7 separate regions of the Mus musculus genome follow, and regions 1, 3, 4, 5, 6 and 7 are each linked to region 2. A link is a contact called in public HiChIP or PLAC-seq, Micro-C and promoter capture Hi-C data. All regions are on one chromosome and are shown on one strand. The core of a region is the stretch at or near the end of the contact, and the rest is flanking DNA. Distances in the headings are between cores, read along the strand shown. Region 1 holds the start of Zfp174 (zinc finger protein 174). Region 2 holds the start of Crebbp (CREB binding protein). Region 3 holds the start of Zfp263 (zinc finger protein 263). Region 4 holds the start of Vasn (vasorin). Region 5 holds the start of D330022H12Rik (a long non-coding RNA gene). Region 6 holds the start of Zfp597 (zinc finger protein 597). Region 7 holds the start of Coro7 (coronin 7).

Region 1 (3,419 bases), core at 439-2,938, 370 kb before region 2:
ATGCCCGGTTGCTTTTTGAACTTTTTAAAGATTTATTTATTATTTTTAATTATATGTAGGTGTATGAGCCTATATCTGGGCATGTACGTGTGAGGTGGCAGTGGAGGTCAGAGGCGTTAGATCCCCTGAATTTGGAGTTATATATGATTGTGAGCTGCCTGACACAGTGCTTAGAATACAACCCAAACCCTCTAGAAGGCCTCTAGAGGCCTGCCTCATGGGGTTTGTTTGTTTGTTTGTGTGTTTTTCTTTTTTCCATCTTCCTATTTTAAGGCAGGATCTCTCATTGGCCTAGAAATTAGCTCCTAGGCTAGTGTAGGAGGGCAGGGAGTTCCAATGATCCACCTGCTCTCCCTCCACCTCCCCAGTATGGGAATTACAAGAGCTCATCATCACATCCAGATTTTTCACATGCTTGTTTGGCAAGCACTATATCAACTGAGCTATCTCCCAGCCTTAAGGGAAAAAAATTGAAAGTTTTCTAGAGCATGCTTGCACATGCCTTTCATCCACACTGAGGAAGCAGAGGTTGAAGGATTATACACTGGGCTACATTGTGAGAAGTCTCAGAACAACAAAAAGATTATATATAACGAATAAAAATAAAAGGAGCTGGAGAGGCAGTTCACTGTATATAGCACTGGCTGCTCTTCCAGAGGGTCTGGGTTTGATTCCCAGCACCCACACCAGAGCTCACAACTCTCCAGTTTCAGGGGATTCCAACATTCTCTTCTGGCTTTCATGGGCAGCAGGCACATGTGATACACAGACAGACAGGCAGGCAAAACACCATACACCTTTAAATAAATAAATTTTAAAATAAACGAGAGCTGTGAAAGAAAGGCAAAAATCATAGGAGAAACTATTTTTGGAAATGTTAAGCTGTTAGTATGTGGGGAGAGGGTCCAAAGTCTTCAAGCATACGAAGATGTGTACGGAAAAAGTTAAGGTTGGTCTTCAAGTAAGAGAAGTTGTAGTTGCCTTACACTTTCTCTCATATCCCGTACTTCGTGAAACTCAAGAAAGTCTAATAGATGCTCTCCTGGTTTAATGACCCCCACACTGACCTCGTAAGTTCCATTCATCACATAATTATTGCTTCATTGATTGTGAAGACAGAGACTGATCTCTCACCATTGCACATCGTAGATGGTACCAGGTTGTCAGGCTTTACCTCAGACTCTGAAGATAGCCCATGCAGTGGGCAAACTACTTTGTTTCCTACGTGTTTGCATTCGTTGAGTCATTTGCGAAGGTTAGACCACGCAAGAATAGGAAAAAGCCTAGAGGCGAGGTCGAAGAAAGTTAAGATCCTGCTATGGAGAATGAGTTTCAGCGGGTTCGTCCAACCCCTGGGTCCTGTTTCAAGTACACCACAGACATGTCCTAAGAGGGAGGCCCTCCCGGCCAATATGAGACCTGACCTGAAGCCCCCCATACGGAGGACTCGCTGGACCCCTCGCACTTTCTGCTGCCCCAAATTCCCTCAGCCAACCGAGTGACTGCCAACTATCTGGTATTAGGCAGTACATTGCGAACGCTCCGGGACTAGCCACTGAACTACGACTCCCAAGAGGCACTGCGACTGATTGATAAATCAAACAGCCAATAAAAGATTAGCAGTGTCCTGGAGACCCAGTCCTGTAGAGGAGAGGCGGGCCTTCCCGTGGGTAGCTCTTGGAGCCAGTGGGCGTCTCCGTGGCGGGGCTCCGGCTCCTCCCCTAGACTGTGCTCTAGGGTTCCCGGTGTCCAGTCTCTGGCAAGGTGGGTCACCTGCAGGCGGGCACTGGCTTCTGAGCTGCCTCAGAACGTGGTGTCGCAGGTGGCTACTGGAACTGACACCCAACACTGCTGTGGAGCTGCGTGTCCGAGCTGACTGGGCCGCGGAGCCGCACTCCCTATCCTTAACCACGCATTGGTCGCGCTGTGGCCTTGGCTCTGCTTCGCTCAGAGGTGCTGGATCAGGTCGGTGTCTGCCAGATGCCGGAGAGTTGGTGCGAGCTACCCACAAGATGATAGCTTAAACTTTCCCTGGGGATTCCTCTACCGGCCCTAACGCGTTGTGAATTTCGCCAGATACAAAAATAAAATATTCTCTCCAGTGCCCTTCTGGGGTATTATGACTTTTCTCCTTAAAAACTGACGAAAAGACCGGGAACTATTTTGTTTTCAGAGTCTGGGATAAAGACTAGCAAATGAGAAAGCTATGTCTTTGCAGTCCTTCCAGGGAGGCTTCGTTCCTAACATTTTTCTAGCCTTCAGATTTCTCCAGAGCAAGGACCCAGAAGACATAATCAGTTTACCATTAGAGTGACACATTGTTCCCAGAGCCCCCAAAATGGCAGCTAGAATGGAGATAACTTTGAGCACCCACACTGAGGATTCTGACAAGCAAGAGAGACACATAATAATGAAGCTGGAAGAAAACCGTGGCCCCCCTCAGCAAAAAGCCTATCCTGACCCTGAGCTTTCCCGCCAGGGCTTCAGACACTTTTGCTATCAAGAAGTGTCTGGGCCCCAGGAAGCGCTCTCCTGCCTTCAACAGCTCTGCAGACAGTGGCTGCAGCCTGAACTACACACTAAAGAGCAGATTTTGGAGCTCCTGGTGATGGAGCAGTTTCTGGTCATCCTACCTCCAGAGATCCAGGCACAGGTCTGGCATCGGTATCCAAAGAGCAGCAGGGAGATTGTGACTCTGGTGGAAGATTTGCACAGAACATCCAAAAAACCAAAGCAGTGGGTAAGGAGGGTCCTATTTCTGTGGGTCCTAGGTAATGTTTTTGTTGTCTTTTGAGGTAGTGTTTTGTCTCATGATCCCTAGTTAGAGATTCCAGGCTTCAAAAGTTGCTTCCAGCCTGGAGGAATCCCCTTATCCCCCAAAGCCATAACCAGGGTTTCAGAAAACCGAGCCACTGGCACCCAGTGAGGAAGCAGAGAACTAAGCTATTCCTTCAGAGACTCCAACCTTGTAAGAGTAGGTTTTGTTTGTTTGTTTTTTAAGATTTTTATTTATTATATCTAAGTACACTGTAGCTGTCTTCAGATACACCAGCAGAGGGCGTCAGATCTCATTACGGATGTTTGTGAGCTGGGATTTGAACTCAGGACCTTTGGAAGAGCAGTCAGTGCTCTTAACCTCTGAGCCATCTCTCCAGCCCCCATAAGAGTAGTTTTAAGGAATCTCTACTGTCAGGTCTTCCCTGACCCACATCTTGAAGCTTTGCTACAATCAGAATTCTTAGCCAACAGGTCTAGCCTGTTCCATAGGAAACTAATTTTGGTGAAGCTCTGTGGACTTTGTTCCAGTGAAGTGTCTACCATATTGCCTTTGAATGGGAAAGTCTCAACTCAGTTCTCAGGTGTCTTGCCCCACCCCCTTCCCCAAGTGAAAGCCCAGCTGGAGCCACAAAAGGAAGCAA
Region 2 (3,189 bases), core at 560-3,059:
GCCATCTTCTTTTGGGTTCCATCTTGTAAACCTCTGGATATATAAGATACTACAGGTCTTTTTGTGGTCTTATTAATTTGCCCCACTTCTAAGAAAAATCTTCAAGTTCACTCAGTAACAGCAAAGCTGAAGTCTTCCAGTTAGCAGTGTCAGAGGATAAACTTGAGGACAACACCTGCCTGGTATGATCTACATCTCACATGATTACAGTCTTCTGGCTCGAGCACAGCAACATTACTAAAGCAAGGGAGCTAGCTCTACTTTGCACAAGTGTGCTTAAACCACTGTTTCAACATTTTTCATCAATAAGATTTTTATGAAAATAAACATCAAACAACTTGTCATTTAAAAAGAAAAGTGACTTTTCCCTACCTACCTGTGAATTATTTATTTACTCCTTTCTACCACTCAACAAATTTTAAGTCAACAAAAATCTCCTGAAAAATGATGGAGGGAGAATACTCCCCTCTCATTTCTACATTAACATTCTCCTTTCATGACTGGATTTCAGGAGCACTTCAAACTGAAGCCGTGAAATCTAAGTTTTGTTTCAAAAGCAGAAATATTTTTAAATACACTTGTATAAAGTCACAGAGTTCCACAACTTGAACATCTGTATCTAGCGCCAATCTGCAGGCAGCAATGTAATTTGATTTGGACCCATTCATCAGAAACTGATTTTCAGATGCCGCTACAAGTACGTACTGGAAAAGTGCTAGCTGCGCTGAGCCGGCATTGTTCACAGCAGCATACGAGTTTATATTTCGAAGGAGAGCTTAAAAGGGGAAATACGAATAATTGGCAAGGTTATCAGAGCTGTCCAGAAGTACTCTGAATTACTGAATGAACAGGGAAGTCTTGGGTACCCGATCCGATCACCTAAGAAAGTTTGCACGGAAGCTATTTTGTGAGTTGGGGAAAAGATTTAAGATTATCTTGCTTTTCTCTTTCCCTGAAAGATTCAAAGTCCTTAATTTTTTAATTTTTCATCTCCAGTGTAAAACCATTCCAACCTCAAAGGCAGACTGGAGCCCAAATGGACTTTTAAAAGCCTGCTAGCTTCTTTTTAAGGTTACGTATGTAAATGAAAGACACCACAGCAACTTTGATGACAACTCGCACATGAGGTTTGGGGTTTTGGAGAAAAAAAAATACTAGGTGATCAAAAAAAAAAAAAAATCAAGACTTTCTAAATAACCACTAAGCGTTTTCCCAAGCAACACATTCCAAGAAACTTCTCCGTCGCAACTCGTCGCAACTAAGAAGGCAGCAGCTGTGTCCGCGACTGCACCGCCTAGAGTGGGGGGTCCGATCCTGAAAGCCCTCATTGCCTCTGGTCGCATTCTCTTACTCCAAACCTCCAAGGTCCCCTCCGCTGTCATCCCGGCCGGCCACGCGTGCGGACACTAGACCGCGCCCCCGCTTCACTTTTCCTCCCGACCAGGGAAGCGCATCCCAAGGCCCGGGACAGAGTCTCTGGCCACTGCGACCCTCAACCCCCTCCCTGCCCCGAACTCTGACAGCGAGCCTAGACCCAGCCTCACCTGTGTTGTCATTCGCGGAGAAGCCGGGCGAGCTGAGTTTGGCTCGTTTGGGGTTGGGCGGTCCGTCCAGCAAGTTCTCGGCCATCTTCACCTGCTCGCGGAAACAGCCCTGAGCGCGGGCGGCGCGACGCGGCCCGGACGGGGGTCGGGCCGGCGGCTGCGAGCAGGCGAGCCAGCGAGGAGCGAGCGCAGGAGCGCGGGCCGGGCCGCGGAGGGCGCAGGCCGGGTGGGGGAGGCGGCGGCCAAATCTCAGCCTCAGCAACAGCGCCCCGCAGCGCTCACCGCCCGCCCCCGGCCGCCGCCGCCGCCGGCCGCGGCCCCCTCATCCCCTGCCCGCCTCCCGAGCGCGACACTCCGCGGCCCGGGCACCCAAGCGGCCCGGCCGCCTCCGCGGGCCCGGCTGGCAGCGACGGCGCCCGGCCCCGCGGCTCAGGCGGCGCCCGGGAACATGGTGGTACCGCCGCCGCCTCGCCGCCACCCCCCCCCCCCGCGCGCCCCACTTAATGAATTCGCCCGCGGCCGGACGACCGGGGGGCTTTGGGCTCCGCCGCCCGCCCGCGGCCCGCCGCCGCCGTGAGGAAAAACAATGCGCCGAGCGGGGCCGCCGCCGCGCCGCGGCCCCCCCACCCCGTGCCGCCGCCGCCGCCGCCGCCGCCGCCGGGCTCCGGGAGGCCGAGACGAGAGGCGAGCGGGGCCGCCGGGGCGGGCGCCGAGGGCCGGGCGGAGCGGGCCGGCCAGGCGGAGCGGGGTGCGCGGGCGGTTGTGGGGCCCGGGACCGGCGGGGCCGAGTAGATCGCGCTCGAAGCCCCGGTCGGATCCGCGACAAGATGGCGGCTGTTGATTCCTCAATTAAAAAAAAAAAGAAAGTTTTTTTTCTTCTCTTTCCAGAGCCTGAACGGGGAGGGGGAGGGGGCGGGGCACGCTTGTACGTCACCCCCCCCGCGGCGTCACCACGCACGGCCCCCGCCCCGCCCCTCCACCTGCGCCGGCCGCGGCGGAAAGAGCCGAGCGCGCTCGGGTGGAAGGGTCGAAGGCACGGCGGCGATGCGTGAGGCGACGGGCTGCGGTGCTAGGCCCGGCCTGCGGGACGCCAAGTGCGCAGAGCAGACGGCCACTTTTGTTCTGACGCTGTCAGTAACGCGGCACGCGCGGGGAGGGCGCCCTGGGCTCGAGCCTAGACCCCCCCCCCCGCCAGGCTCGGAGTCAGCGCTGATCCGGGCCCAGCCCGTCCGGTCCCGCCCCGCCCCGGCAGCTCTGGCTCTTCGCAGCTCCTTGCTTGCGAGCCTCCAGGGTGACATCGGACTAAGAAGACGCCACCGCAACCTGCGCCTCTTCCCCGCGCCCTATGCTAGTAATGGCGAAGTGGCGCCTGCAGGTTACAGAGGGTCCTCGGGTCTGTGTGCAGATGGGGAAACTGAGGCAGGAAGGGGCAAAGCAACTTTCTCTAAGATCACTGAGGGAGAAAATGACAGGCCGAGAGTCCACCCCTTCCTTGTGCTTCCCAAGTTTGCAAGGGCACCGCAAGGCTCTTGAGCGCCCACTCCCAAGCCCAAAAACGATAGGGCCAGGTCCAATGTCCAACGCTGTCACCTGAAGGGAGAGGCTGTCAGCTCTACCTCCTGGATCTGAGATGGGCCCAGGTACC
Region 3 (3,445 bases), core at 790-3,289, 470 kb before region 2:
CTGTATGAACTTAGGCCATCGACTTAACTGGCACTATTGGGAACAAGCAAAAGAAACTTATTCTAAATACTACCATTTTCTTTTTAGGTCATAGGACCTAAATTCAAGGTCCCAGGCTCTCGTGGAGCTGAGGACTTCCCAATAGTTAAACAGCTTCTATTATAAAGAAACAGTTGTCTGAGTCCTGACATCTCAGGGACAACTTTTAAGTTGTCTGAGTCAAGACATCTCAAGGACAACTTCTCTATCTTGCTGGCAGGATCAAATTAAGTTCATGTTCCCAGGCCCAGGCCCCAACTTCCATCCTGATTGATGGAAACTCCCTTTCTCAACCCCTTTTGTCAAAATGATTGGACAATGCTACCACCCAGCCCAGCCCAGCCCAACCCCCTTGCTTTATTGTTTCCTTTAAATATGCTGCACAGCATCCCCTCAAGGTCACAGTTCAGCTCATGAGTCTGTTCTACAGCCCTGATCAATCAGTAGCAGCTTGATTACAATAAATTTTTGGCATCTGCATTGACCTGGTATTTGAGTTATATTGGGACCTCACGACGGCACTCCATGCCATAACCACAGGACTTACTTCATACCATATCTTCAAAGTTCTATTTCATGTATGAATGCTGAAGCTCTGAAGGGAAAGATACCCTGGCAATCGGGAACCAAAAGTCGTGCCGCACGACAAACCTCATTCAAGAGACTCATTGGGAAGGAAAAATCCAGAACATCATTCTCAGCTCAGGAAAGAAAGCAGGGAACTGAGTGGTAGGCAGGGTTTATACAAGATTTCTTAATCTTCCCACCACAGCTTTCCAGGGTGAGGATTGGTAGAATTTCACTGAGCTTGAAGGAGATCAGAGACTGATGAGTTTGCTCAGGGCTTGAAGGGTTTCTATACCAAGCTCCAGGATTAGTGGGTTTTTCTGTTCAGGGTTGGTGGGATTTATTTATTTTTATCTTTTTGTCTTGTAGGGTGGGGCCAGGCTACTCTTCCTCCTCGGGCCAGGGAATGACAGTAACAGCTATTATTAAACAACTATTAGGGTTAGGGACCATTAAGGAAGTCAGAGGTGGGAGGGACCTGGCTGCTGGAGCTCCTGGTGGCCATTTTCCTGCCTCAAGGTCTTACAAAGTATAAAAAGTTCACAAAGGGAGACCAGAGCAAGGAAGGCTTTCCCTGCCTCTTGAGTTGCAATGAATAGACAACAATGTAAGCATGTGTCCAATAAGTGATTACGGGTTTTCGTGACACACTCCTAGAATCTGCAGACTCCACCACCTGTCTGTGACAGCTGCAGTCTCAGGCCTGGGCTATTCTCTCTTCAAAAAATAAGGAAGTCCGCCTTGGTGTTTCCTTTTCTTCAACCTTCAGGAAAATAGTCAGAGCCGATGATTATGCTAATCCTTAGACCTGCTCTGGGAGATGGCAAGAGCAGTTCATACCCAGAGCGTTCTTCTGGGTCGACCAGCCACCTAAAGATGGAGGACTAGGGACCATCGCTCACAGGGAGGCAAAAGCTCGGGCACGGGTATGTTTATCGTAGCTCGACAATCCATTTAGACCTGCTCAAGCCACAGTGCAGGCGCAATAACAAGGGCGCGCCATGGACTACATTTCCCACCAGCCCCAGGCAGCTCGAGCCCTGGAAGCACAGTCTATTTCCGGTTGTAGGTCTCCGGAGTGTTGGGATCGGCCTTCGGAAAGGTTTTCTTTGTTAAGCTTCTGGGCCCCGACATGACACTCTAGCGCCTCTGGACTCTGGTTCAAGCGTGGCTGAAGAACTTACCTTTTGGCAAACTTTCCTATGCAAATCTGAGCCAGGTTGTCCCCGGGTCACATCCGCCCAGGGATTCCCACCCCTACCGCTTCCCCACCTGGAGGCCCCGCCCATTGCGTAGCCCCGCCCCTCATCCCCATCCGACTTGTTCCCCTCCCGCTCTTTTATGCAAATTTTCCTTGTCCTGGGTGGACCGTGAGTACGTGGTGAGACCCGACCCAATGGGAGACAGCGCAAGGGAAACGTGAACCGGAAGTCCGTCCTGACTAGCGGCCGTTGGCTTATGACGCCTAACTCGCGTGCTGAGGCTTGCGACCCGGGCCCTGCGACTTAAGTTCTGTGCGGGCCTGAGAAGCCGGTCAGGTGGCGACGCTGCAGGCCTGATATTGCTGAGATTGTGACCTGGGTTCCTCCGGCGGGATTTGGAGCCCGGAGTCTCTCGGTTGCTGCAGCCGTGGCCTACTGCTGTACAGAACCCAGGGCGTCTCTCAAGGCGGACGTAGCTGGTGTCGGGACCTAGGCTGGTGTCGGGGCATGACTATGGCTGCGGGCCCAAGCTCGCAGGAGCCAGAAGGGCTCCTCATAGTGAAACTGGAGGAGGACTGTGCCTGGAGCCACGAGGTACCCCCGCCTGAGCCAGAGCCCAGCCCGGAGGCCTCCCATCTGCGATTTCGACGGTTCCGCTTTCAGGACGCCCCGGGTCCCCGGGAGGCCCTTAGCCGGCTTCAGGAGCTTTGCCGCGGGTGGCTGCGGCCGGAGATGCGCACCAAGGAACAGATCCTGGAGCTGTTGGTGCTGGAGCAGTTCTTGACTATCCTTCCCCAGGAGATTCAGAGCAGGGTGCAGGAGCTGCGCCCAGAGAGCGGCGAAGAAGCAGTCACTCTTGTGGAGCGTATGCAGAAAGAACTTGGGAAACTGAGGCAACAGGTGACAGCTGTTTTACCCGTGGTTTGGCCCGGAAGTCATTGTGCTAGCCTCTTCTGTAGTCGAATATACTTGATCGTCCTGAGTACACTTTACAGGAAGGAGAGGGATTTTTTTGTAGCTTATCCTTTCCTTCCAGATTGTTCCCATATGACGACAGTAGGAAGTGAGGAGCACTTCCACCAGTATTTAGTTATGTAGTTAGAAAGCTTCTCACAGGCCTCGTGACTTTGGGCAGACTACTTAATCTGTTTCGTCCTGTTTTTCTGTTGGCTAAAGCACTGTCTGGGAATAATTTTGAGGACTTGGAGAAAAGTATGTCGTTTGGATGACACCTACTGCCACTGCTTTGAGGGGTTTGTTTTGTGACAAAGTCTTACGTAGCTCAAGCTAACTGACTCAGTGTGTAGTTGAGCTTGGCTGCAGAACAGTGGTGGTCCTCCACCTTCAGTCTCCCCAAATTCCGAGTTCTAGGGTTACAGGCAGAGTCTAGATATGTAGCCCAGGCTTAAACTCGAGGCAATCCTCCTGCTTCAGCCTCCCCACTGCTGATTCCCACAGGCATGTGCCACTATCCCAGGCCTATATTTAGTGGATAACACCCAGCATATCTTAGTCAATAGTTTGCAATACAGAACTGGATCTCTGCTAATTGAACTCTGAAAAACAGCTAAGCACCGAGGGGCTATGGTCGCAGCCTGATAAGTTCACCTTATCTAGTAGTGAAACGTGGAAGCATC
Region 4 (3,102 bases), core at 57-2,556, 430 kb after region 2:
AAAAAGGTCTTAAGGAGTTATTCAGGCTGACCTTGAATTTGTGATCCTCCTGCCTCAGTCTTCAGAGCAGCTGGGATGACAGACCTGACTTACAACACTCGGGGCTTGAGGAGCCTGCCATCCAGAAGATTGGTGAATCTGGGGACAGTTGCCACCCAGCCTTCAAAGACGTCCTGTTTAAGACAAGCTCGGAAAACTAATTGTCATGTGAAATCACCCAAATTTTCAATTCTGGAAATGACATCCAACTTTCAAACCTGCCACACAGGCCAAATGAAACACCTGGGGTCAGTCCTGCCCCCAATTGTGGGGGTGTGGATGCCCTGCCTTTACAACACAAGTACCAGCTGAGGCCAGATAAGCCTCCAGATAGTGTGACCCAGACAAGGCCTTCAATACAGACCCGGCGGGAAAGGGATATGATGGTGAAATCCAGGAGCTGAGTTGGGTCCCCAAAGGCCCTGAGGCCTGACTCTAACCACAAACCATGGGGGTGGGGTGGGGTGGAGAGGATGACCATTTTCCTGGAATCCTACAAGGCAGGGGATTTTTTCTGAACCAGCCCCTGGCACAGCACCCTCCTGCTTAATCAAGGGCTGCTGTCAACAAACACCTAGGTCCCTCCTACTGCTGATGACGTCCCCAATCCTGCCTCCCATCCCAGGCATATTCTAGTCTTGAAGCTTTCAGTAACTGAGGGGCTTGAGCTGACATATGCTCCTAGGTCCCAGTCTCTCATTTAGAGCTGGGGAAGGTGACCAGGGATGCTGTCATGGCTACAAAGATCTCAAGTCCAGCATTAAGAGATTTTATATAAGAGGCTCTTGGAACCACTTCATGTGGCCTTTCTAGCTTTTGAAATTGGAATTAGCTAACAACAAAAACACATTGTGAGATTACGCCTAAAAAATCTAGATTTGTATGAAAAATCCTCAGTTTTGGCAGACTGGGTTGGTCATGGGGACTCAGCCATCATCCCTGCTGGCCCCTACAATCTACCTCTGCTTCTCCAGCTCTTTACTGACCCTAATGTCCACTTCTTGAATTTGTGTCACCAGATATTTTTCAGTTAAAAAGCAGGAGCCTGTCCAAATGTCACACAGCAAAAGATAGACTTAAGCCAGCCTAATAAAATCACTCCTCACTGGGATCTGGAGGTATATCTAGGTGCAGACTAGGCCTGCTTAGTGCAATGACCCATTCAGAGGAGGTGGGTGTGTATAGGCTTGGTCAAACCCCGCCTCAGCCAATTGGAGGAAGCCCCGCCCTCGGTACAGACGGTCCCACCCACTCCTACATCTTAAGCAGAGACCAGCCTCTTACGAGTCAACTTCGAGTCTGGAGCCGGAGCCAGAGACCGGGGCTGGGAAACCCCAGCCCGGGACGGGACGCAGCAGCCTCTGGATCCCGGGACCCCGGACCTCTCAGGACCGGCCAGAGGTGAAGGACTGAGGCCCCACTGAGGCCTTGGACCGCACCGCCTGGCTCCTTCAGCCGCAGTCGTCTCCTGGTGAGTGTCTAGGGGCGAGGGTGGGGGCGACAGGCGGAGCTGATCACACTGGAACAGCACACTAGCACATTCTCCAGTGGGACTGCGACTGCCGGAGCGAGGGGCTTATCCCCGCCTCGGGCGGTTACCTGGGCGGGAACGTCCAGTTGCACCCCCCTTCCTGAGTGGGTTCAGGGGCCTCCGTTGACCCTCGGGAGAGCCAGGGCGTGCGTTTGTACATGGCTAACCTACCCGTGAGGCTCTGAGTAGACAAAATAAACACCCCCTCCCTTGCTTCCTCCTCCCACGACTGGGCCCTCTGGCGTGACCAGTTTTATGAATCAACCCTCTTTTAGGGGATGGCCCAGCCGTAGTCTGGTTACTTTTCCCTCACGGGGGTCAGACAGTCTGGTGCCCTTGTGCAGAATGGTTGCTTGGGATCCTCTGGGCCTTGTCACACATGGCAGAAGCCACGAATACACAGGCAAGCCTGGAGAGGACCGGGAATGGGGAGATTGATAGGTGTACCCCCAGGTGAGGGATGAACTTTGGCTAACCATAATCTTTAGTGCTCCAGTATCAGCGCATCTCATCTCTACCAGTAATGGGCTTTGCTTGGGCTGCAGACCCAATGGCCTATAGCCAGTCTAGTCCTTTGTGTTCCCCAGCTTGCAGCTCTGGGGCCAGAGGACTGCTTAGGTTCCTTGTGGTCACAGGCAGGCCAGCTGATTGGTGCCAACCACACTACCTCACCCCCATTCGTTAACGATTACCACACCAGGGTCATTGACTGCTTCTATTGGATCCCAGAAGCAGCCTCTGCAGTAGAAGAAACCCAAGGCTCAGGAGTTCCCTTGCTTGTTTTTTGCATTAATAGTAGGTGATGCTCCAGGAAGAGGCACCAAGAGAGCCTTCTTCCCTATCTGGGTCAAGAGTTCCTAGGGGAGAGGGTCTGGCTAAAAGGTAAAAGGTCCCTTCCCCCTAGGCTGCTGGGAAAGCAGAGATGTGGGTGGGCTGGAGCCTTGTGAGGGGCTACATTGGTATGGGCAGTGAAGGCCAGTATGGACCCAGCTGTTAGCATGAGCTGGAGCAGGCAGGTGGGGGATGGGAGGGTAGTCCCTAGAGTTTACTGTCCTCTCCCAGGGGAATCAGCCCCCGGGGAACTTCTGTAAACAGAGTGTCAGAGGCAGGAAGAGGGCTCTGGTAATGAGCAGCCCAACTGGATTCCCTCCAGACCATTATCTAGCATCTCCCATCCAGAGAGGAAAGGACCTAGGAGCACACATGCCAGCCCAGGGAGGGGGACAGACGCTGCTTGTCCCCAACTTGCCAAGCCTCAGAGTTGCACACCAGAACAGCCACCTGAGATCTGTGGGTAAAGAGGGCACTACGCAGAAGGTTACTGTGGCAGAGTGTTTGGAGACCACTCTCTGGAAGTGGTGGGAGAAGAGAGAGTACAAGAGGCTTCTCAGACACTGTAAGACTTATACTTTCCTGAGCAAGTCCTCTCTGGCAGATAGCCCTGGGGCCAAGAGAGATAGCCAGACATGCATGCAGGCAGGCAGGCAGACAGACAGTCAGGCACATGCTTAGGTACATGCACACACACACAC
Region 5 (3,220 bases), core at 600-3,099, 380 kb after region 2:
CATAGCCCAGGTGGCCCTGGAATTCACTATGTAATTCAGGCCAACCTCCAACTTGTGGTGGTCCTCCCAAGTGCTGGGATTTCAGGCTTCTGTGTTTAATCTTGTTGGTTTTGCAGAAAACATCCAAATTTTGTTTACTTTTTTCTCTCTCAGTAGTTACGAGGACACCAGCTAGGTTGTGAAACTGGACCAGGCTTGACATCTAAGGGACCACTTGCCTAGTTTATAGTAAGTGTACCTCCATGTTCCCAGATTGCAGTGAGGAGGGGTCATGCCTCACCACCCAGCCTTGGATTCCAGTCTGAATTCTCCCTGGGAACAAAACAAAGAAAAACACTCTGAAGTTTCTTAGGCTCAAGCATTCCTCAACTGAGGTTGTTGGCCTTTTGTCGCTAAAATGGCACAGCACCTGGTGTCCCCCAATGATACTTTTTTCCCCCGTTATCAGGGACTGAACCTAGGAACACGTGCTGAACTACTTTAGCTCCTGAATAAGCTTTTTTTTTTCCTTTTTCTAAACAGATTTATACTAACTAGTACACCAGTTTCACACTACCGATGTGCCTCAGTTCCTGTAGTCAGCTTAGGTGAGATACTGCACTAGGGCTGGGTTAACAGAATAACAGAATAACTAAATTGCAGATTCAAGATGCCGGGAGAGGGCGCTTTGCAGTCCCTCGCCTCAGACTCTAGTGATGTTCGGCGGCCCTTTAACAGCCTCTTCCTGGAAGCAAGCTTTAGGTCCCAGAGCTGGCCTTCTCCGGGTCCATCTGCCAGCTAATATTTAACCCGGCAGCACTGCGACATTATCCACACAGGGGAAATGGGGGTGGGGGGGCATTATCCCCGCCTTACTCCTGGTGAACCGACCTCTTCCTAAATCCCTTTCATGTATTAAAAGATCATAAGAATCTAATATGTGTCTTCGTTCAAACCGAAGCACCCATCATGACTACATAATCAGTTAAGAGCACTGACTACGTATCCATTTGATCACCACATCAGGAGCACCAATTATGTGCCTACCTTCGCACCAGACCAGGAGCGTGTGCCAAGAGCAGTGCCTGGGAATGGGGATGCCCCATGATCAAGATTCATGTCTTGATGTGGCTCTGGCGCAGACCGAGGCATCAAATGCCCGAATAACAGATTTCCAACCCGGAGTCAGTACTTCACCTACTGGTGATGCTGACTTTGAAGTGCCTTTTCGTTTCCTGAGTTCAAGTCCAACTTCGGATCAGGAGGGCTGTCTTTTTGAACTGAGATTTGTCACCAGACAGGTAAAAAGATATTAGGCGTGGACTCAAGACTCGCCCAAAGAAAACACTAAAGAACGCCAAGTCTGAGCTTCCCAGGAAAAGGTGGGAAACAGCTTGGCTGCGGTGTGCAAGCGTTACTGACTTACATCCACTTTTCAGTGACCAACTCATTGAACTTACTGACGCCAAGTGCGATGACCCCGGCGGCGCTCAGATTAGGGGACCCAGGTTGTCCAGGCGGATGTCACCAAGATAACGGAATCCTGGATTGGTTGTGCCAGGCCTTGTGCTTATTTCACCAGGAGGGCAACTGAGGCTGAAGACAAGGCAAAGCTGGAAGAGAGAAGCGTGGCCTCGAACCTGTCGGAATTGAAAGGCCTTTGCCTGCGCGGTCCTGGATCTGGACTGGGCGGGGAAATCAGGGCCTTCCAAGAGGCATTTCTATCACCTCCGCGGCAGCCAAGGGCCGCGGGGGCCCTGGCCAAGGTGACCCCGCAGGGGGAGGCGAGGGTCCCCGCCCCTCGCCCGCTGCGGCCGCCTCCATCTTCCCGGTCCTTGGGGCTTTTCCTCCTGGCCGGTTCGCCCGCCCCTCTCCCAGGCTTCCCCCAGGGGCGGGATATCTCGCCCTGCCCCCCGCCCCCCAGGCCTTGTCCTAGCGCTGCCCTCGGGCTGGGGGCGGGACCGCGGCAGGCGGGGATGGGGGGGGGGGGAGTCGAGGAGGACGCGCGTCTCTGCCGTGGCGGGGCTCCCTCCTTCGCTCCCCCTTCCCTCCGGTGCCCGCTCCTGCGGCCGTCCGCTCTCCTCCCCTCCCCGGGCCCAGCCTCCCCCCACCCCCACCCTCCACCCCCCGCGCACGCTCCGTCTGGCAGCTGGCGCTCCGGGCCTGGGGCCGCAGTAGTGAGAGGGGTTTGTAGGGAGGGCGGGAGCGAGCGAGCGAGCCGCGAGGGAGGGAGGGAGGGAGGCCGCCCCCCGCGCCCCTCCTCTTCGCCCTCCTCCAAGGCCGCCAGTCCCTCCTCCCACCCCCTCCCTCCTCTCCTCTCCTCCCTCCCTTGCAAAGACATCCCCGCACAGCCCGGCCGCCGCGGCCACCTTCCCTGCCCCGAGCTGCAGATGTGGCGGAGCGGCCGGGTGCCGCGCGGCGCCAGGGGAGCCCGTGCCCCGTAAGCCTCGCGCCCCGGCCCCCGCCCGCCCCGGCCCTCCCCCTCGCCCGCTCCCCGCTGCCCCAGGACCGCCGGAACCCGCAGCCGGAGCCAGTCAGCCCGGCAGCCGAGGTAGGAAGCCCCCGGGCGTCGCGCCGGGAGGACGCGGGCTGGGCCAGGGACTTGCCTGGTGCGCGGGGCAGCGTAACCAGAGGGTCGCCTCCCCCTCCCGCGTCCGCGCCTTGCTCCGGGCCATTGTGAGCCCTCGCTGAGGCCCCTGCGCTCGTTGGTTTTGCGCTCTCCCTTTCTCGCCGGCTCCCTGGCTGGGTCCTTCGATTTCACCGTCTTTTTTCTCTTTCCTTCCCTCCTTCTGTTTGGGGGCCGAGCTGAACTGTGGCCCGGCCCGGGGCGGGCGCAAACTTCACTGGGGAAGTTGGGCGTCTTCAGTAGGGGTGCTCTGCGAGGTGAGAGGGGGCCACCCGAAGCCTGGGCATGAAGTTGTATGGGGCATCTGGCAGCCACCTTTGCTCACCGGTGAGCTCGGGTTATTTGGAAGGTACCCTCCCTTTCTGGGTAAAGTCCTGCTCTCACTACCCTTAACAAGCCTTGGGGGAGGCAGAGAGGGGGGCGTCCCTTGATTCAGCACTAGGAGTTGGAATATTGTGTAGCCTTTGGTCCACTCCTGAAGGGTGGATGGAAGCAGGTGAGGGACCTGGCTGGATGGAGAGGGTGAGTGATTGCATCCTCAGGATGGGTCTGGAAAAGAGGTGACGAGGCAGGTGCATCCCCCTCCTACCAGGATGATGCTTGCACCTCCCCGCA
Region 6 (3,234 bases), core at 137-2,636, 340 kb before region 2:
ATAGATAGATAGATAGATAGATACGTATACATAATACACAATATGTGTGTGTGTGTGTGTGTCACAGATAGGTCTCAATCCACCACCAGTGTGGACAAGGCATACAATGTTCATCCTAGAACTGATGAAAGTTCCATAATGCAGGAGAAACAACTGTCTTACCTATCGAGTCCAAATTCTCAAAACTCTTCAATGGGGCTTCTCTGCTGAGGGTCTTCTGAGCAGGGTGCAGACTCACACATTCCTCTTGAGAAAAATACACATCCAGATCTTCAAATAGCAGTGGTCTCTGAAACAGAAGCACTGTTGTTAGTATAAAAAGCTAGCAGGTCAGTTGAGTGTCCTGGAAGGCTGAAAAGAGCTAAACCCCTCCGCATTCTAAGGCGAAAAGGCTTGGTGTAAAATATTCCTCCCTGGGGGAACTCTATGGCTTGAATAGGGTGGGGGAGAGAGCATAAACATAAATTTTCAAACAGTGGTGTGAGAATCAAGAAGTACACCGTGAGAACGTAGTCTTTCCTGAAAAGATAAGTGAACAATTCTTGGGGAGAGAAATTATTTCGGATTCTCTAAGAAGGGAGGGGAAGGGGGGGGGGACGACACTGGCCAGCCCAGTAAGAATCCTGAGAAATAGTTTTTAGGAGTTTCCTAACATCATTCTTTGCTAGTTTGTGTTTCTTTTTCATCAGTGATTGCTCAGCTACACACACACACACACACATCACGACCACCACCACCTAAAGCTCTAGTTCTCTCCTAAGTTTACTGTTCCTGTAAACCCATAGAGCTTTTGGTGTAAAATTCACCTGGGTTTTAATTATCATTATTCAACAGGTGTGAAGCCCAGGAATCTGCCATTTGGAGACGCATTTCAGCAAGATAACTTTGAGAAATTGTTATAGACCCCTGCTAGGGCTCTCCTCCACCTGATGATTCTGAAATGAGGAAGTCGGTAAGCCAAGAAACGTAAGACAGCTTGGTCAAAGGGCTATCTGAGGAGGCGCCTCAGGACCTGCGCGTCTAACTGCCGCCAGGTCAGGACACCTGTAGGAAAATAGCGACACAATTCACCTGCTCATCCGATGTGGGGAGCGTGGACGCCATCTGGGGAAAGGAAGGGCTCCTTAAGTCCCCACGTTTGGACAACACTTCGAGTGGAGAGTCTCCAACTCCGCTGCCAGGCCTTTCCACTTCGCCCTCAAGCTCCTTTGAGAATCTGAGCTGACGGCTTCTTTCTCCAAAACAGCTCTGAAACAGCCACACTCACCAGCCCCGGAGTACCGACAACCTCGCCCAACCCGGCAGAAGCAGCGTGAAGCCACGCCCAGCCGAGACGCGACAAAGGAGGCGGAGGCCACCACAACACTCCCACGCTCCCATGCTCCCCACGCAGTAGCTGCAGGGAAACCGCCGGAAGCGACCCCCCCCATCCATCCTGCATCCTGATTGGCCAGCGTACTCCCGAGGCGGCGGTCCCTCCTTAATGGACCAATTGAGCAGCTTCCCGAGGACCTGAATCGCACCTGGCAACTGAGAGGCTATTCCTGAGCTTCTACAAGCAGCCGTTTCCGGTTCCTCTGGCTGGGTCTCGGTGGTGAGTGCCCCGCCTGTTGATATGTTCAGTCGGAGCAGTAGAATGGTCCCTGAGGGACACGGTGATTCCGAAAGCAGAGACCGGACCACTCTGGAGTCGATCACGGATGGCGGGAACACACAGACGCTGGGGGGGCCGGAGCTTTCGGTAGGAGGGGGTGAGGTGAATGAGAGGCCCCGAGATCCAGGCTTAGCTTGGGCCCAAGCCCAGTCTCAGATGGATTGTGGGGCTACGGTGTGTAAGAGGTTATCTTTGTGCAATCACAAATTCAGGTCAGGTTAGCCTTGTTGCTCGTGTCCGTTCCCGAAGTATTCTAGGGACATGAACCATTGTACCCGACAGGTGTAGTCCAACCAAATGATTGGGGCCCATAGCGGACATCGAGCGGGAATAGACCGCGGATTTCCTTCGCAGGATGTCTGGACCTGCCCTAGTGGCAAATGTTCTTGTAACCAACATTGAGCAGCGAATTGAAGATTCAAAATCATAAAGTCGAGCTCTTTCTAGAACTGTCACTAATTAGATGATCGTGCCAATTTTCCCCCCTTTGGTACTGAGGGTGAAACTACGGTTTCACGCATAGTAGACTTTCTACCACTGAGCTCAGACCCCTATCCTTGTTTTAAACTTTATTTTGAAATGAGGTTGACCCAAGCTAACTCTGAAATCACTGTATAGCCCCAGTAGACCTGCAATTAAGGTCTTGCCTCAGTACCCCTTAGTAGCTAGATCCAAACCCACATCTGGACACCTTTTAACTTTGCTTTCCTCAGCTGCAAAGAGCCCATAGTGCCTCTCTTTGATAATACAGAGGGCAATTTAAACTATTATAAGATGTTAAGTGAAAAGATTCGCCAGATTATGAGAAAGAGTTTGGGGGTCAACAAACAAGATTAGTACCTTGAAAATTCCAAATAAACCCCAGGTCTCTTGTCTCTTTCGTTAGAGATGGAGTCTTACTCTATGCCCTTGGCTGCTCAGAACTTGCTCTGTAGACCAGCCTGGCCTCCAACATCGAACACATCCATTTGCTTCTGCCACCCAAGTGCTGGGATTAGAGATGAGGCCACCCCACCCAGTGCCAACATAATCTGTTATGCTAATGTCAGGTTACTCAGGGATTGGCTGCATGGTTATTAAAACATTTGAGGTGAAGAGTAGTGGGATTTGACAGAATGTCAGGATAGTTTCAACTGCCAACAACAGAATCTAACGAAACAATTAAAGCAGTTGTGTTCATTCTGGGGCTCAGTGGCAGCATACAGGCCCGTGTTTCCTATTAAATATGTTGATAATGCCAATGGAACACAGCTACTGCATGCTAACTTTTTTTGTTTAATGGACCCATCCCAAGTTTTTCAAGAATAAAGATTCATTAGGGTTTGGCCTATCAATGCAAGTGCTCTGTCACTGGGAGAAGAGTCTGACACACTCTAGCCATCTAACTACAAAGTAAAAACTCTGGGTAAAGGAAAAATGCAAGTAGAAAGTCAGTAACATTCTCACAAGGACAAGCTATCCATTATTATCTAAATTGTCTGGGAATGATCACTAAAGACCCCAGGGTAAAAAACCCAAATGCTTCACTGACAGATGAAAAAATGAGAACAAACTTCCCTACAGACCTAGACCACTTCAAA
Region 7 (3,406 bases), core at 86-2,585, 470 kb after region 2:
TCTTTTTTCTTTTTTTGGTTTTTCGAGTCAGGGATTCTCTGTGTAGCCCTGGCTGCCCTGGAACTCACTCTGTAGACCAGGCTGGCCTCGAACTCAGAAATCTGCCTGCCAAGTGCTAGGATTAAAGGCCTGCACCACCACCGCCCGGCCACTTTCTTTTTCTTTACTGGCTTTTTTTCTTCTCACCCTTCTGGCCTCTGTTGAAATCCACCCACCTGGGCACTGTCCTCCACAATACTATTACGTTCAACTCTACTTCACTTCTTTACATCACAGCCCACCACATACCCCCGGGTGTTCTGATTCTTCAGTGGATTTATATTGTGCTTGCTGACCAGAGGCTGTTAAGTTCCACAGAGAAGGGGAAATGTCACAATGTTCACTGTTTTAGAGAGCTGAGCAGCACACAATAGGTACAGAAAGGCTAACTGTCCAGAGAATGAAAATGGAGCACGGTTGTCCTAACTTGCTTTGGGACACTAGAGGTCCAAATAACACAGGGGGAGAAAGGCCAGTGCCTCACCGAGTGGAGTGTCCTTCTTGACACTCCATCTGGGATCCACCTGCTCTAGGCTTCTCCAGGCCCCAACAACCGCTAGTATCATCACCCCAGTAAAGGAAGAGCTTGCACCAGTAGACAAGGAAGAGTGGCAGAAACTCGAGGGAGGAAGCCTGCCTGGCCCCAGGGGCTCCCTCTCCAGATGATACCTTCCCTCTCACTGAGACCACAAGAAAGAGATGCATCTCTCCCACAGCCCGGCCGGCCCGGAGCAGGGGTGATCCTAGACTGCTGGAAGGGGGAGACCGGCGTCGACAGTTTCCCAGCCAGGTTCCCAGCAAGGCCGACCGGAAACAGAGGCCTGTTCGCGTCTGGGAGTGCTGCGAGGCCTCCTGGGGTAACAGGGGGAGGCGAACCGGCCAGGCCGACCTCCGGGATCACCCAACTACTAGGGCGCGTCATCAGACCTCCGGACTCTGTCCTCTGAGCAGTGAAGGGGCGGCCTGAACTCTAGGGTTCATCTAAAGGGAGAAGTTCCGGGTGGACAGATGGGGCGAGGTGGGGTGAGGGTCTTCACAACCCAGAGTGTGCACTGCACAGGCAGGCACTGGGAATGGCAGTCCTCCGGGACCAGAAGCCAGGGAGTGGGGTCCACTGGCCGGGCTCACCTCTCGGCGGGACGGCCGGGCCTCCATATGCCGAAACTTGGACACCTTGAAGCGACTCATGGCAGCTGGGACAGAGCAAGCTCAGGCTGGAGAACGAGGGTCGTCAGGTACTAGGTGAATGAAGAGAAGCCGCCCTGGACTCTTGCAGCCTGCCGCCTCAGCAGCCTGCAGCCTGGTGCCACGCCCTTATTGATGACAACCAATCGGAAGCTCCTGCGGCCTGCCTAGGCACGCCCCCACGTCACCCTTCTTCAGCGCGACGGCCTTCAGCCCCGCCTTCTTCAGAGGCCAGGACGACCTGAGAAGTCACGCCCTGATGCCTGGGGGACTACTGCACTGGTCGGAGGTCATGTGAGCCGCAGCTGTCCTACCGAAGGAACCACACTTCAATTGCTGCAGGATTAGACTTGCAATACTGGTCCCTGAGGTTTTACAATGACCTGAGAAATAGCAGGACAGAATTAACTAGACTAAAACTGGGAATAATCCCCGCGACCCATAAAAGATAAGAACCACTGAGACTCAATCTTTCTCTCTCTCAATCTCTCTCTCTCTCCCTCCCTCCCTCCCACCTCTTGTCTCCCCTTCCCTCCCTTTCTACCCCTTTGTTTTGAGTTTTATTTTTATTTTATTTTATTTTTGTTTATTTATTTATTTATTTATTTTGAGACAGGGTTTCTCTGTGTAGTCCTGGCTGTCCTAGAATTCACTCTGTAGACCAGGCTGGCCTCAAACTCAGAAATCCCCCTGCCTCTTCCTCCCAAGTCCTGGGACTAAAGATGTGCACCATCACTGCCCAGCCAAAAATACACATTTTATAATGCAATTTTTTTCATACTAGAGTGTATGATGATAATGACCAAGTGATATATAGCTTTATTCTCAATATCTGTGAGCATCAATTTTCCCTTAAAAATGATTTTAGCTGTGGATTGTAGCTCAGTTGGTAGAGTGTTTGCCAGGCATGTATGAAGCCCTGGGTGCCATCCCCAGCACAGTGACATAGTCCTATAGTCCCAGCATTCAGGAGGAAGATCAGAAGTTCAAGGTCAGCTTGGTTTACATAGTTCGGGACTATATAGTGAGAACCTGCCCAAAAAGAAAAAAAAGAAAAAGAAAAAAGAAAGAAAAGAAAAGAAAAGGGAGAAAGAAGGCAGGGTTGGGAAAATGGCTCAGTGGGTAATTATGCTTGCTCTTGGTTAGACTTGTTGGATCCCCTGGCCTTGTGAAGTGTCTTAAACTGCCACATGGGTGCTGGGAATCAGACTTGGGTCTTCTTCGAAAATAAGGAGAAACAAGTACTCTTGACTGCTGGGACATTTACTTTTGTTCACCTGTCTATCCCTGCCTACTCATCTGTGTGCACACAATGTTGGGGTCCAGGAATTGCCTCACAAATCACACAGACATTGATCTCGGTCAGACCAGGATGGTTTATTGATCATATGCTCCAGGATTGGTCGACCAGGGCCATGGTCAGGATTTCAGAACTGAGCCACTACCCTGAACTAAGATCCTACAGGGCTTTTAAGCCCAAGATCTACAAACATTTGTGCCAAGTTATTTCATCAATCGGGATTTAAAGACAGGAAGATTTCCTTAGGAACATGTCTTTGTTGTACACTTATCCTGCTCCCATTGGTTGGGGTAGTCAACTGTGGCAGGCAGGGGACTTGCCTTGTCTAATAATATTCATGTCCTAACTTGTCAACCAGGATGGGCTTTGTCTAACATTCATGTCTTTACTTGCTAACCAGGATGTCTTTTTCTGCCAAGTAGGATGTCAGTTCCTAAGGAGGTCTTGGGAACTTAAACTTTACTAGACTCCTACTCTAAATGGAAGTCTTACTCCAAATAGTTTCTTATATTGGTGCAGGTGCTCTCTTATGTTGGAGTCCATCTCAGGGGCAGCTTATACCATAAAAGCTCATACGCAGGTGCAGGAAGTGCTGCTGGGTGGTTGGTTCAGGTCCAAGCTTATTGTGGGTAACTATACAAAACAGTTCTACCGACTTCTATAGTGATTGATTTCCAGGGACACAGAACATAAGAGAATATGTAATCAGTCTTGGCATTAGAAAGTTTCCTAGTAACAGCAGAAACTTATGACAAAGTTTCCTTATGGTAGACTATCAAAGGTAGGTTCTCTGGAAGCACAGCAAGAGCTCTTACCTGCTGATCCTTCTCTCTAGCTCCAATAAAAATGATTCTTGCAGGGCTCAGTGGTGCCTATCTGTAT

What was found. Promoter capture Hi-C pulls out the DNA fragments that hold promoters and counts their contacts. A called contact is a pair of places that touch in the nucleus more often than the background predicts. HiChIP or PLAC-seq counts read pairs in DNA pulled down with a chosen protein or histone mark.
Region 1: a contact with region 2 is called in a promoter capture Hi-C map of stem cell-derived epiblast-like cells, with 6 times the contacts expected there. The contact joins the promoter of Zfp174 here to the promoter of Crebbp in region 2. A contact is called at or near these places in 22 of 39 promoter capture datasets (the 3T3-L1 cell line, 3T3-L1-derived adipocytes, the C10 cell line and 14 more), 12 of 484 Hi-C or Micro-C datasets (CD4 T cells, CD8 T cells, the N1E-115 cell line and 6 more), 8 of 115 datasets of contacts at active chromatin or transcription factors (the 230-238 cell line, embryonic stem cells, large pre-B cells and 3 more) and 2 of 9 other capture datasets (adipose tissue and macrophages).
Region 3: a promoter capture Hi-C map of second pharyngeal arch cranial neural crest shows a contact between it and region 2. The contact joins the promoter of Zfp263 here to the promoter of Crebbp in region 2. A contact is called at or near these places in 11 of 39 promoter capture datasets (3T3-L1-derived adipocytes, the HPC-7 cell line, cranial neural crest and 7 more), 11 of 484 Hi-C or Micro-C datasets (CD4 T cells, CD8 T cells, double positive thymocytes and 6 more), 4 of 115 datasets of contacts at active chromatin or transcription factors (embryonic stem cells, large pre-B cells, memory CD8 T cells and 1 more) and 2 of 9 other capture datasets (adipose tissue and liver).
Region 4: a contact with region 2 is called in an H3K27ac HiChIP or PLAC-seq map of microglia, with 6 times the contacts expected there. The contact joins the promoter of Vasn here to the promoter of Crebbp in region 2. A contact is called at or near these places in 8 of 39 promoter capture datasets (the C10 cell line, the HPC-7 cell line, embryonic stem cells and 4 more), 2 of 115 datasets of contacts at active chromatin or transcription factors (differentiating embryonic stem cells and microglia) and 2 of 9 other capture datasets (adipose tissue and liver).
Region 5: a contact with region 2 is called in a promoter capture Hi-C map of liver, with 7 times the contacts expected there. The contact joins the promoter of D330022H12Rik here to the promoter of Crebbp in region 2. A contact is called at or near these places in 8 of 39 promoter capture datasets (the 3T3-L1 cell line, embryonic stem cells, hematopoietic stem and progenitor cells and 4 more), 2 of 484 Hi-C or Micro-C datasets (CD8 T cells and embryonic stem cells), 2 of 115 datasets of contacts at active chromatin or transcription factors (extraembryonic endoderm stem cells and forebrain) and 1 of 9 other capture datasets (pancreatic islet).
Region 6: a promoter capture Hi-C map of second pharyngeal arch cranial neural crest shows a contact between it and region 2. The contact joins the promoter of Zfp597 here to the promoter of Crebbp in region 2. A contact is called at or near these places in 20 of 39 promoter capture datasets (the 3T3-L1 cell line, 3T3-L1-derived adipocytes, the C10 cell line and 13 more), 4 of 484 Hi-C or Micro-C datasets (the Ba/F3 cell line, CD4 T cells, the G1E-ER4 cell line and 1 more), 3 of 115 datasets of contacts at active chromatin or transcription factors (embryonic stem cells, extraembryonic endoderm stem cells and memory CD8 T cells) and 2 of 9 other capture datasets (adipose tissue and liver).
Region 7: a Micro-C map of embryonic stem cells shows a contact between it and region 2, with 6 times the contacts expected there. The contact joins the promoter of Coro7 here to the promoter of Crebbp in region 2. A contact is called at or near these places in 7 of 39 promoter capture datasets (the 3T3-L1 cell line, 3T3-L1-derived adipocytes, hippocampal neurons and 3 more), 3 of 484 Hi-C or Micro-C datasets (CD4 T cells, CD8 T cells and embryonic stem cells), 4 of 115 datasets of contacts at active chromatin or transcription factors (a beta-TC-6 cell line, memory CD8 T cells, pancreatic cancer cells and 1 more) and 1 of 9 other capture datasets (pancreatic islet).

What each region holds. Positions count from the first base shown.
Region 1 is chr16:3,845,535-3,848,953 of GRCm38.p6, forward strand. It overlaps Zfp174 (zinc finger protein 174), which reads left to right and starts at 1,689. Exons shown (of 3, transcript NM_001081217.1): 1 at 1,689-2,740. The coding sequence starts at 2,339.
Region 2 is chr16:4,211,595-4,214,783 of GRCm38.p6, forward strand. Crebbp (CREB binding protein) reads right to left here and starts at 1,810. Exons shown (of 31, transcript NM_001025432.1): 1 at 1,545-1,810. The coding sequence starts at 1,629.
Region 3 is chr16:3,742,060-3,745,504 of GRCm38.p6, forward strand. It overlaps Zfp263 (zinc finger protein 263), which reads left to right and starts at 2,040. Exons shown (of 6, transcript NM_148924.3): 1 at 2,040-2,708. The coding sequence starts at 2,316.
Region 4 is chr16:4,638,639-4,641,740 of GRCm38.p6, forward strand. Vasn (vasorin) reads left to right here and starts at 1,307. Exons shown (of 2, transcript NM_139307.3): 1 at 1,307-1,510. All of the region lies in intron 9 of Coro7 (coronin 7), which reads right to left.
Region 5 is chr16:4,592,406-4,595,625 of GRCm38.p6, forward strand. D330022H12Rik (a long non-coding RNA gene) reads right to left here and starts at 1,850. Exons shown (of 2, transcript XR_875867.3): 1 at 1,027-1,850; 2 at 1-312. It overlaps Glis2 (GLIS family zinc finger 2), which reads left to right and starts at 2,308. Exons shown (of 7, transcript NM_031184.3): 1 at 2,308-2,530.
Region 6 is chr16:3,870,988-3,874,221 of GRCm38.p6, forward strand. Zfp597 (zinc finger protein 597) reads right to left here and starts at 1,387. Exons shown (of 3, transcript NM_001033159.2): 1 at 1,072-1,387; 2 at 163-289. The coding sequence starts at 1,104. It also overlaps a transcript of Zfp174 not described here and a transcript of Naa60 not described here.
Region 7 is chr16:4,678,385-4,681,790 of GRCm38.p6, forward strand. It overlaps Coro7 (coronin 7), which reads right to left and starts at 1,336. Exons shown (of 28, transcript NM_030205.4): 1 at 1,168-1,336. The coding sequence starts at 1,227.